Regions from separate parts of the Mus musculus genome. Here region 1 is linked to region 2. The links are chromatin contacts, called in public Hi-C maps. All regions are on one chromosome and are shown on one strand. The core of a region is the stretch at or near the end of the contact, and the rest is flanking DNA. Distances in the headings are between cores, read along the strand shown. Region 1 holds the start of Zfp263 (zinc finger protein 263). Region 2 has its middle 18 kb from the start of Mefv.

Region 1 (6,670 bases), core at 781-3,280, 45 kb after region 2:
CTTAGGCCATCGACTTAACTGGCACTATTGGGAACAAGCAAAAGAAACTTATTCTAAATACTACCATTTTCTTTTTAGGTCATAGGACCTAAATTCAAGGTCCCAGGCTCTCGTGGAGCTGAGGACTTCCCAATAGTTAAACAGCTTCTATTATAAAGAAACAGTTGTCTGAGTCCTGACATCTCAGGGACAACTTTTAAGTTGTCTGAGTCAAGACATCTCAAGGACAACTTCTCTATCTTGCTGGCAGGATCAAATTAAGTTCATGTTCCCAGGCCCAGGCCCCAACTTCCATCCTGATTGATGGAAACTCCCTTTCTCAACCCCTTTTGTCAAAATGATTGGACAATGCTACCACCCAGCCCAGCCCAGCCCAACCCCCTTGCTTTATTGTTTCCTTTAAATATGCTGCACAGCATCCCCTCAAGGTCACAGTTCAGCTCATGAGTCTGTTCTACAGCCCTGATCAATCAGTAGCAGCTTGATTACAATAAATTTTTGGCATCTGCATTGACCTGGTATTTGAGTTATATTGGGACCTCACGACGGCACTCCATGCCATAACCACAGGACTTACTTCATACCATATCTTCAAAGTTCTATTTCATGTATGAATGCTGAAGCTCTGAAGGGAAAGATACCCTGGCAATCGGGAACCAAAAGTCGTGCCGCACGACAAACCTCATTCAAGAGACTCATTGGGAAGGAAAAATCCAGAACATCATTCTCAGCTCAGGAAAGAAAGCAGGGAACTGAGTGGTAGGCAGGGTTTATACAAGATTTCTTAATCTTCCCACCACAGCTTTCCAGGGTGAGGATTGGTAGAATTTCACTGAGCTTGAAGGAGATCAGAGACTGATGAGTTTGCTCAGGGCTTGAAGGGTTTCTATACCAAGCTCCAGGATTAGTGGGTTTTTCTGTTCAGGGTTGGTGGGATTTATTTATTTTTATCTTTTTGTCTTGTAGGGTGGGGCCAGGCTACTCTTCCTCCTCGGGCCAGGGAATGACAGTAACAGCTATTATTAAACAACTATTAGGGTTAGGGACCATTAAGGAAGTCAGAGGTGGGAGGGACCTGGCTGCTGGAGCTCCTGGTGGCCATTTTCCTGCCTCAAGGTCTTACAAAGTATAAAAAGTTCACAAAGGGAGACCAGAGCAAGGAAGGCTTTCCCTGCCTCTTGAGTTGCAATGAATAGACAACAATGTAAGCATGTGTCCAATAAGTGATTACGGGTTTTCGTGACACACTCCTAGAATCTGCAGACTCCACCACCTGTCTGTGACAGCTGCAGTCTCAGGCCTGGGCTATTCTCTCTTCAAAAAATAAGGAAGTCCGCCTTGGTGTTTCCTTTTCTTCAACCTTCAGGAAAATAGTCAGAGCCGATGATTATGCTAATCCTTAGACCTGCTCTGGGAGATGGCAAGAGCAGTTCATACCCAGAGCGTTCTTCTGGGTCGACCAGCCACCTAAAGATGGAGGACTAGGGACCATCGCTCACAGGGAGGCAAAAGCTCGGGCACGGGTATGTTTATCGTAGCTCGACAATCCATTTAGACCTGCTCAAGCCACAGTGCAGGCGCAATAACAAGGGCGCGCCATGGACTACATTTCCCACCAGCCCCAGGCAGCTCGAGCCCTGGAAGCACAGTCTATTTCCGGTTGTAGGTCTCCGGAGTGTTGGGATCGGCCTTCGGAAAGGTTTTCTTTGTTAAGCTTCTGGGCCCCGACATGACACTCTAGCGCCTCTGGACTCTGGTTCAAGCGTGGCTGAAGAACTTACCTTTTGGCAAACTTTCCTATGCAAATCTGAGCCAGGTTGTCCCCGGGTCACATCCGCCCAGGGATTCCCACCCCTACCGCTTCCCCACCTGGAGGCCCCGCCCATTGCGTAGCCCCGCCCCTCATCCCCATCCGACTTGTTCCCCTCCCGCTCTTTTATGCAAATTTTCCTTGTCCTGGGTGGACCGTGAGTACGTGGTGAGACCCGACCCAATGGGAGACAGCGCAAGGGAAACGTGAACCGGAAGTCCGTCCTGACTAGCGGCCGTTGGCTTATGACGCCTAACTCGCGTGCTGAGGCTTGCGACCCGGGCCCTGCGACTTAAGTTCTGTGCGGGCCTGAGAAGCCGGTCAGGTGGCGACGCTGCAGGCCTGATATTGCTGAGATTGTGACCTGGGTTCCTCCGGCGGGATTTGGAGCCCGGAGTCTCTCGGTTGCTGCAGCCGTGGCCTACTGCTGTACAGAACCCAGGGCGTCTCTCAAGGCGGACGTAGCTGGTGTCGGGACCTAGGCTGGTGTCGGGGCATGACTATGGCTGCGGGCCCAAGCTCGCAGGAGCCAGAAGGGCTCCTCATAGTGAAACTGGAGGAGGACTGTGCCTGGAGCCACGAGGTACCCCCGCCTGAGCCAGAGCCCAGCCCGGAGGCCTCCCATCTGCGATTTCGACGGTTCCGCTTTCAGGACGCCCCGGGTCCCCGGGAGGCCCTTAGCCGGCTTCAGGAGCTTTGCCGCGGGTGGCTGCGGCCGGAGATGCGCACCAAGGAACAGATCCTGGAGCTGTTGGTGCTGGAGCAGTTCTTGACTATCCTTCCCCAGGAGATTCAGAGCAGGGTGCAGGAGCTGCGCCCAGAGAGCGGCGAAGAAGCAGTCACTCTTGTGGAGCGTATGCAGAAAGAACTTGGGAAACTGAGGCAACAGGTGACAGCTGTTTTACCCGTGGTTTGGCCCGGAAGTCATTGTGCTAGCCTCTTCTGTAGTCGAATATACTTGATCGTCCTGAGTACACTTTACAGGAAGGAGAGGGATTTTTTTGTAGCTTATCCTTTCCTTCCAGATTGTTCCCATATGACGACAGTAGGAAGTGAGGAGCACTTCCACCAGTATTTAGTTATGTAGTTAGAAAGCTTCTCACAGGCCTCGTGACTTTGGGCAGACTACTTAATCTGTTTCGTCCTGTTTTTCTGTTGGCTAAAGCACTGTCTGGGAATAATTTTGAGGACTTGGAGAAAAGTATGTCGTTTGGATGACACCTACTGCCACTGCTTTGAGGGGTTTGTTTTGTGACAAAGTCTTACGTAGCTCAAGCTAACTGACTCAGTGTGTAGTTGAGCTTGGCTGCAGAACAGTGGTGGTCCTCCACCTTCAGTCTCCCCAAATTCCGAGTTCTAGGGTTACAGGCAGAGTCTAGATATGTAGCCCAGGCTTAAACTCGAGGCAATCCTCCTGCTTCAGCCTCCCCACTGCTGATTCCCACAGGCATGTGCCACTATCCCAGGCCTATATTTAGTGGATAACACCCAGCATATCTTAGTCAATAGTTTGCAATACAGAACTGGATCTCTGCTAATTGAACTCTGAAAAACAGCTAAGCACCGAGGGGCTATGGTCGCAGCCTGATAAGTTCACCTTATCTAGTAGTGAAACGTGGAAGCATCTAGAACAGGTGAGTGTGATCGAGCAGAAGTGAGGAGTATCAATGGAATATGTTGAGAAAGTGTGCATTGAGAGTGGACCCTCAGTTTTCTTGCTCCATCCCTCCCCCATTTTCTGCTACCACCTAAAAAGCCCTTAGCATAAAACATCTTCTTGGCCAAGACCAAAGGGATAGTCTGTGGTTCTCTGTTGAGGGTGTGTCCTAAGAATCCTGTACTAATTTCCAATTCTGTCAGCCCCGTTGTGATGATGAGTGATGTGGGTTGGTTCCCAGGTCACAAACCAAGGGCGGGGAGCAGAAGTGCTTTTGGAGGAGCCTTTGCCACTGGAAACAGCAGGAGAGTCACCGAGCTTCAAGCTGGAGCCAATGGAGACTGAGCGAAGCCCTGGCCCCAGGCTGCAGGAGCTGCTAGACCCCAGCCCCCAAAGGGACTCCCAGGCTGTAAAGGAGAGGGGTGAGGAACAGTTATCTGGGCAGGTGGGAGGGAGGAGGGGCTCTGGGATTGCCACTCACCCTAGCAGAATGTGGTACAGGTGCCAAGGAGAAAGAATTTCTGAAGTTAAAGTTCTCAGTTGTGTTCTGAAAAACCTAAAAGTGGTGGTATGAATTCTGTAAAGGTTGGATGGGAGGAAAGGGGAAGCTCTTAGTAAAGCCATTCTGTGTACAGAACAGGCAAATTCTAGTTAGCTGATTGATGTGGGGTGTATGGTTAGAACCCTGTCGGCCAGGATGGAGGATGGCTCACATGCCTTTACTATAACCCTGTTACTTTAGATCACCTTAGCACACCTTTGCTACTTTTTGTTTACTGTCAATCCTAAAAGCTGAGACTTGCAGTTGGGGAATGCATATTGTCTTATAATCTGGGCTGCTAAGATTTGGTGTTACTGTTCTCATTATAATTTCTGTTATCTTTAGCATTATCCGCTCCCTGGCTCTCTCTCTTCCCTCCTGAAGGGAATGTGGAAGATAAGGATATGACTGGGACCCAGGTGATGTGGAAGTTCTCATTGCCTTTCCCCAGAATTTTCCTTTTCTCCTCTGCTTTTAGGGTGGGAGGTTCCCCTATGCTACTAGAAAGATTTTTTTTTTTCTGATCAGATATCTCCCTTATTTTCTTTGTCTTTTCAACCCATCATTTGTAGGCTTCCCCCATGACATGAGTTTTCTTGGCACTCATGTGTTTTAACCCATTTACTATGACTCTGCTTGAATTATTCTTAATGCGTTACTGCATGTGATGCTAAAGGAGATCTTGTTATTTCAGTTGCCCGAGAGCCTGGAGGACATGGCAATGTATATCTCTCAGGAGTGGGACCATCAGGATCCTAGTAAGAGAGCTCTATCAAGGTATATGGTACAAGATAGCTATGAGAACTCGGGGACTCTAGGTAAGAGCTTCTCGTTCTGGGATGATATTTATGACCAGACTATCCTGCTTCTTGGACATACACACCTACTGGACATGAGCTCTGAGTTTTGTCAATAACCCCACTCCTTACTCTAACATTTCTTATCCTAATATTCAGATAAACATCTGCCAAATGGCACAGTTGATAGACTTAATGGTATCCTTAGACTGTGTTTCCATTGTTAAGAGTTTAAAGCAGAGAGTCTGAACTGGAGAGAACTTCCAAAGGCAACACAAATCCTCAGCTTCTCTATGTGTATGAAAATTCTCATAATAAAAAAATGGAGGTAATGGAAGGTAGTGTGGACAGTATGATTGGTTATATTGAAGCATACAGCAGGAAGAAATCACACTGCTGGTGTTTTCCTCCATGTTTGTATGAGGCTACTTAGAGCTGTGAATTCACCTGCACTGATCGTGCAGAGCTACTGCTGGCTTTAGTTTTCTTTGGGATCTCCTGGGTTACATCACTTTCCATTGCTGTACCAGCGATGACGAGAGATTAGATTGCTGGAGCTGAGCTTCTGTTTGAGTCTGTTTTGTTTGCGGTTGAGTGAGTTGTTGGCTTCTCTATTTAGCATAGCACCGGTGGATTTAAAACTTTTAATCTCATTGTCTTCTAAGAGCCCAGGTTCTTTCCCAGTTGATTTCATGGTTTTTTTTTCCCCCCAGAGTTTTACAGTTAAATTTAGTTCTACCTATAAGTAGCCAACACTCTTATTATAGTAAGTTGATTCTCAAAGAAGTGATTATTCTATTTTATTTTTATTTATTTATTTTATACTTATTTGAATTACAAAGTGTATATTCTAGTTTTAAAAGTTCAAGGTTTTTTTTGGGGGGTTTTTTTTTTTTTTTTTTTTTTTTTTTTTTTTTTTTTGGTTTTTCGAGACAGGGTTTCTCTGTAGCCCTGGCTGTCCTGGAACTCACTTTGTAGGCCAGACTGGCCTCGAACTCAGAAATCCACCTGCCTCTGCCTCCCAAGTGCTGGGATTAAAGGCGTGTGCCACCACGCCCGGCTAAAATTCAAGTTCTTAAAAAAATATTTTAAAACGCATGGTCTTTTGTAGTACCTTTTTCCTCAAGAGTAACTACTAGAAATGCTTTAGTGTGACTCCCAAATGATGTATATCAGACTCAGGGAGAATTTGTTTCTCTCTGATCCTGGCAGGAAACAAGGCTCTGTTTCTTTTCTCTACTTAGTGTGGTGATGGGTTTGTTTCATTGTGAACAGAGTCCAGCATTCCCAGTCAGGAGGTCTCAAGCACCCACGTGGAGCAAGGAGAGAAGCTGTGGGATTCAAGTGTCCAGACCTGCAAGGAAGGCATGAACCCCAGAAACCCAGTTCCAGGTAAGAAGTAAAGATAAACAGTTGCTCAGGAAGACTCCCAAGGCTGTATGTGATGTGTGGGGATTTGAGTGAATGGCCAGTGTTGCACATGGGGAGATAACAGCCTCTTTGTCTCCTGCACCATGTTCTACCAGCAAGGTGAGTGGGGAATGTGGGCTGCGAATTTGAGGAGGTGCTTAATCTTGAGCTGACTTGCTACATTCTAGTCTTGATTCATACCAGGAGGGGAAGAGCTAGTTGGAAAGTGAGGTGGGGGAGCTAAAAATAGAAAGCACTGAGTCTTTGAATCTCTTCTCTACGTGCTTCTCTGTCATGCTTTACTTAAAAGGACTGGCTGGGAAATTGAGAGAGAACTCTGTTCTCTGGGCATTTTGCCTGAAAACTATGTAGGGATTTTTTTTTCCTCTGTAAAATAATCTAGGGCTTTATTTTTTCTCTCTTACTAGGAGTGGAAAAGTTTGAGAACCAAGAAA
Region 2 (6,397 bases), core at 1,660-4,159:
AGAAAACACATGGAGGGACTCATGGCTCTAGCTGCATAGGATAGCATAGGATGGCCTAGTAGGTCATCAATGGGAGGGAGGCCCTTGGTCCTGTGAAGGTTCTATGCCCCAGTATAGGGGAATGCCAGGAAGCAGGAGTGGGTGGGTTGGGGAACAGGGGGAGGCAGGAGAGGATAGGGAATTTTCGGAGGGGAAACTAGGAAAGGGGATAACATTTGAAATGTAAATAAAGAAAATATCTAATAAAAAATGCAATGTGATGTTCTAGTCCTTGAAAGTTGCTGCTACAAACAATTTAGGATGATTTAAAGATGTAAATTAGTAGTTAGTCCATTAAACCTATGGTCATTTTAGATATTTAGTTAATTACAGAAATAAGCTTTATTTAACTTCCTGTAGGTGTTTTCAAAGTTGAACAGATAGTGGATAACTAGAAACAAGTAATCTGAATATCTGAATATCTGCCTATTTAGATATACTATAGATAGATAGGTGATCTTCAAAAACCCCAGAGATCTACAAAATATGGCATTAATGATGTTTTATTAATAAAACATTGAGATGTCTGCTCCTGGTAGCACCCCCATTCTATTTCAAAGAAGATGATAAGCATCAAAGAACCTCCATATGGGGTTTGTTTCAAATGCTAGCAAATGGCAAAGCTATTCACCAGGCAAAAAACTTCCCTTGCTTCAACTGCTGACAGAATGCTGTTTAAGCTGTGGACAAGCAGGAGACAAAGGAAATAGACTGTTGAGCTTTGCTGAGACAAGATGGTCAAGTTCTTCAACATCTGCTTCACAGAAAAGTCTGTCAGATATTCTGGGCCAGAACGCTGAAGATGGTACTTCAACAAGCAGAGAAACATTGACTCCCTAGATAGCCAGCAACCTCCATCATTCTCTGCACTTCCTGTTTACTCGGTCAGTATTTATCTTTCTCAGGTCTCTGATGGGGTTGAAAACTATAGTTAGTTAGTTAGTTTGTTAGTTAGTTAGTTAGTTAGTTAGTTATAGTCTCACAATTAACTTTAAGTTGATTAGAATTTAAGTAATATTTTAAAGTCTAAAACGATATTTATAGGTTGGCAAATTCAAGTTATGTTAGAAAATAATTTAAGTGGAGAAATTTGAACTCATCAAGATAAAATAGATAGTACTTTTTTTCCAAGTTTGCCAAATACATATGGACTGGACACTGTGAATGTAATTCTTACCTGATAATTTTCACAATTGTTCTTATTGTATATAGTTTATTGTTGTTAGAGATAGAGCCTTTTATTGTATGTGGGAGTGGTGATTTTGCACATTGAGTGAAGTTGTGTCTCTGTCTTTCTTTGCCAGTCTAAGGCACCTTCTGATTGGTCAGAATAAAAAGCCTATGGCCTATAGCAAATGAGAATAGGAAGGCAGGACTTCTGGGTAAAGAACAAAGCTCCGGGAAAGAATCTAACACAGGAAGACCCACCACTGAGATGAGGAGAAAGTCAGATATCAGAAACCGAGGAGAGGTAATTCACTAGACACAGAGCAGTGTAATATAAATTAATTAGAAGAACAAGCCTAAGCTAAGGCCTAGGCATGATTAAATAAATAAGTCTCTGTGCTATTATTCAGGACCTGGGGTGGACATAGAAAAGGTGCAAATGGTTCAAACTGCTTTACCTTTGTGGCTAAAAGAACCATTTTTGTAGTCATCATGATTTTTAATAACAAAAGTAAAATAAAATAAAATAAAATCACACTCCTTTCTGGAAGCTTCAGGAGCCACCTCTTTCACTGAAGGAAATTCACCAGATAGCCTGAACTCAGACAGAGAAACTAGAAATTACCTTCAAGACTAGGTAGGGCATGAGTACACTGCCAATACTCAAGTTAGGTGCTGTGTACATTTGAGGTCTGAACCAGAAAGATATGATAGCTTGCTAAGGCAGGATGCCGAAATTGAAAGGGAAGATCTCTGATTAGGAGACTCTGAACGGAATGCCCTGAGCCAAACAGGAGAAGAATGACAGCTGGCAGACTGTTAAGAACCATCTTCCTTGAAAATGTGAAGTGCAATATCCACGTGATGATGGTGGCGGTACAAGACTTTAATCCCAGCACTCAGGAGGCATAGGCAGGTGGATATCTGTGAGTTCAAGGCCAGCCTGGTCTACAGCATGAGTTCCAGGGCAGCCACGACTACAGAGGAACTCTGTCTCGAAAAGTAAATTTAAAGAATAATTAAGTGCAAATCCAATATAGGAGTTGTAGTTTATTTCATGATTTCACAAAGAGAAATGGGCTAGAAGACAAGAAACCCAGGGTTCCCACTTTGTACCGTCAGGAAAAGTTGACTCCAGGGCAGAGGAAACACTCGAGACCGCTGAAGGTGTCCACACAAAACCCTTTCTTGCCGCTGTTCAGAGGCAGGAGACATCTAAGGCCCACTGGGTCAGAGCCACTAATCAGCCTAAGGTAAACCTTCGAACTCTTGGGGGTATACATAATACCCTAACTGCTCTAGCATCTCAGTAAGGGATGATGGTCACCCTCCCATTAGCCGTCCCAGCCTGGTTGTTTGTCTTCACTACACTATGCCTTTGGCATTCACAGCCTTCAGTGTTAAAACCTGGATTCTGAAAATGATCCTGAAAGCTAGGCGTGGATCTCTTGTCCTGACCTTCTGAGTGCCCTTAAAGATTAAAGACTGTCAGCAATCACTAGGAACTTGCCACCTTCAGTTTCAAGGACATCAAGCCCCGGTTTCTTCAGGGAGGCTCACTGTCTCTGCCTCTGTGAGATCACATCCGTGAGCCATTTTCAGTATGGAAGCCTCAACTCTTAGAGCACGTACTCAGTGCCTGAAAAGACGAGGCTGACTGCTGGTTGATAGATCTCTGAGGGCCCAAGGGAGGCCTGACAGGCAAAAACCACACTTGTGACTCACTAGAGAAACAGGAACAGGAAGCTAGTTCTGGTCCTCCCTAGTGGGCCTGCGTATCACCGTGAGCGGCCAATCTAGTGTCCAGTGCTCACTGGGAAATGTAGTTCCCTCCAAACTGCTACAGGGAGACCACCAGGAGGAGGGGGTGGGAGTGATTGGCCTTGGCTTCCTTGGCAGCACACCTGAGAGTCCAGGACCTCCTGGGCATGCCCGCTGGGTGTGTTCAGTGCGGTGTCCTCTCTGCCTTGAGGCATCAGCAGAACCTGCATGCTGGGCGGCACTTGGGTTCCAGTTTACTAATGCGGTCATATTTTAAAAGAGTTTTCATTTCTCTATTCGTTTTTGGCCTCTCACAGACTAGTGATCCTTTCTGACCTGTAAGTCATGGTGGTCTCCTACCTCAGCCTCCTGAGTGCCGGGAAACCAAGTGTGACCCACCAACTCTATTTCTTTATTTATTCTTTACAGTGAAGTACTGATGAGGGTTAGACAAGTCATGGGCACAGATTCCCTTAATCCTCTGTTGTGGCATTCAAATCCACTGGGAGAAACTAAAGACTCGGGCACTTTCAAATTTAGATTAAATGAATCTAATCTTACTGCCAGCAGGAGGAAGCAGCCTTAGAGCAGGACAGCATACAGAATGGCAAGGGGTTTAAGGTGAGGTTTTAAGGCAGACATCAGAAAGGAGTGTTTCCACGAATCCACAGCTGGGCAGAATTGTTTCATGTCCTCCGTTGTTTCTTACTTTCCTGCTATATTGTAGTAAAAATACCATTTCAACCCTTTCCCATGGCAACAAGCATGTTTTCCAGAAGCAGAGGCAGCTGTTCACACCCCACAGGCCTGTTCTTATCTCACACACAGGTGACTAGGATCTCCTGGCATTCCAGGGCTAGTGGCCCTTATGTGTGGCTATGTGTTACCTCTCTTTAGTCATCACGGGGGACCCACCCATGCAAATTATCACTCAGTCTGAGCACTCCATGACTGGGTTAGTGCAGGTCATGACAGAGAAAACACAGTGCACAGGTTAAGGGTAGCTGTCATATCACCACACTTCCATGAATGAAATGCCAGCCTCCAGTCATAGAAAATATGACAATGTAGACGTAGTAAACTTTTCTCTTTTTAAGTGTGTCAACACCAATAGTAGCCAACTCATTTAACCATGGCTTAAAATATAGAGTATGAAAACTGTGTAGTTTTCATATAGACTTTGAAAACAGGCAACAAAAGTTTTTGGAAGGTATCCACTTACATACAAAAGTTTACTATACAGAACTTAAATGAGTGAACAGTAGAAAACATGTTTTATTGGTTTGGTTTGGTTTGGTTTGGTTTGGTTTTTAAAAGGCCAGGCATAATTCCAGTGCTGATGAGGTAGAAATTTGGGGACTCCCTGGAGCTTGTAGGCCGGCCAGTGGTGGTGACAGTGGGAATGTGTCCCAGCTTGTCATCTAGTAATGACTTATCCTGCTAACTCTGGTCCCTGTGGCAGGTGGTGGAGATGCCTAGTTGCTAACATTCCTCCATTTTGTATATTATAAAAAGGAGGAACTAGAAAGGGATGACTGAGGCTGAGGCGGGAAGGAGAGCATCCTGCTGTTTGGCCCACTTCCTGCTGTCTGGGGGTGTTGTCATCCTCACCATCAGGACACACCAGTGTGTGTGGCTCACACCTCAGACTCTGTGGCTAGTGGGCTGGTGGTCCTGTAACAGTAACTGATTAGTTGTTAGACTAGAGAGTTTTTTAATTTGTCATTGGAAAACTGCAGAGAGGAAATTGATAAGGCAGGGTATGATTGGTAAAAGCAGAAAAATGAGAAGAAATGGGGTCAGTAAAGGCAGATGGGGTTTCGCAAAGGCCCATATTGGAGGCATTGAGCTGTTCTTTACATTTCTGGAAGTCTGTTTGAAATTGTTGAATTTTGTTTTTTACTATACCTGATTGGTTGACATAGAAGCAGCATTCCCCTTGGAGGAAGAGGCAAAGGCCACCTTTCTCAGCTGTAAGAAGATCTAGTTCCCATTGTTTTTGGAGTACCACTACAGCCAGTGTGTCAGTTTGTCCTGAATAATGAACAAGGTTTGAACCACCTACTGGAGGTCCTGGAAAAACTGGGAAGGAAACTTGACGTTACAAGGTTAGAGAGGTGGCCAGTTCTGATGGTGACACCCAGTTATTCCTGCAACAGCCAAGAGGGGCAAGATTTGAACTGTCCTTTTATTATGTCAGGCAGCTATTGAGTCCACGATGGGAACCAGTAGGGGTTCTTCTCCATGCATCACCCCCAATTTGGGAAAGAGAAATACTAGCATGCAAACTCCTGACTAACTGGCAGGTAGGTAATGGTAGACTTCAGTACCAGAAAGAATCAAGGTGTATGGACTAAAGCACTAGGGCTGAGATGAGCTCAAGGGTTATGGCTTGGGTGCAATCTAGGGGATTTAGCACCCCTATAGAATGTGTCCCAGATGCCTTAAAACAGTTTTCCAGGAAATGGAGAGATGGCTCAGCACTTAAGAGCACTGACTGCTCTTCCAGTGGCCCTGAGTTCAAATCCCAGTAACCACATGGTAGCTCACAACCATCTATCATGGGTAAAGAAAGCAACAGTGTACTCACCTACATAAAATAAATTTTAAAAACTTTACGCACATAAGACCAGCTTACCATACCAAAGAAGGTGATATGAAAAAGGTGGGAAGTTATGGCAACACAGGGCTCAGGGCAGTTGATAAATGTCGAGGTAAGGTTATTTGACAGAGTGATCACAGGAGAAGCTGTAAGTAGCAATTGTGAGCTAGTCCCAAGAGGAACACACAGCCAGCAATCTCCAAAGCAGACAGACTGGGTGAAATTAAGGAGCCAGTAGGTCAAGATCAGAATCTGAAGCAGGAGATGAAACAACAGATTTGTATTATTTTATAAAGGGGGATGTCAAAGAGGAGTGTTTAGTTACCCCTGGTACTTCCCCAACACTAAGGGTTGGGTACCTGGGACATATTTTCTCTGTATATTAATTGTGCTTATTAGAAGTCTGGGTTTAAAATGACCATAGAGTTTACCAGTGGTACTCATTTCTCACCCGCAGTTCTATGAGTCAGATAGAGAGGTAGAGTGGTCTATCTCATAGAAAGAAGAGGGAATTAGGGTGAGGTTGTTTGCTTGTTTGTTTGTTTGTTTGTTTTTTAAGATTTATTTATTATTATATGTAAGTACACTGTAGTTGTCTTCAGACACACCAGAAGAGGGTGCCAGATCTCATTACAGATGGTTCTGAGCCACCATGTGGTTGCTGGGATTTGAACTCAGGACCTTTGGAAGAGCAGTCAGTGCTCTTAACTGCTGAGCCATCTCTCCAGCCCAGGTTGAGGTTTTAAGTATGGCAAATGGTACTGGCAAGACCAGTATAGGCAGTTTCCATGTATGTCTGGCCGCTCTTTACAATAACTTCTGTCTGGT

What was found. A called contact is a pair of places that touch in the nucleus more often than the background predicts.
Region 1: a Hi-C map of bone marrow-derived macrophages shows a contact between it and region 2, with 2.0 times the contacts expected there. The contact joins the promoter of Zfp263 here to the enhancer-like site in region 2. A contact is called at or near these places in 3 of 39 promoter capture datasets (the C10 cell line, macrophages and neutrophils), 18 of 484 Hi-C or Micro-C datasets (the Ba/F3 cell line, ECoMG-derived neutrophils, the HPC-7 cell line and 14 more), 10 of 115 datasets of contacts at active chromatin or transcription factors (CD8 T cells, the HPC-7 cell line, bone marrow-derived macrophages and 4 more) and 3 of 9 other capture datasets (adipose tissue, bone marrow-derived macrophages and liver).

The regions. Positions count from the first base shown.
Region 1 is chr16:3,742,069-3,748,738 of GRCm38.p6, forward strand. It overlaps Zfp263 (zinc finger protein 263), which reads left to right and starts at 2,031. Exons shown (of 6, transcript NM_148924.3): 1 at 2,031-2,699; 2 at 3,709-3,889; 3 at 4,354-4,427; 4 at 4,703-4,826; 5 at 6,081-6,197; 6 at 6,644-6,670. The coding sequence starts at 2,307.
Region 2 is chr16:3,696,537-3,702,933 of GRCm38.p6, forward strand. No RefSeq gene overlaps it. Among named protein-coding and RNA genes, the nearest start is that of Mefv, 18 kb to the right of the region's middle. Within about 2 kb of position 2,910, at least 68 of the 459 cell types and tissues checked have an H3K27ac peak or open chromatin away from gene starts, as enhancers often do. A contact at or near this core is called in the Ba/F3 cell line, CD8 T cells, the HPC-7 cell line and 9 more, where this site is marked.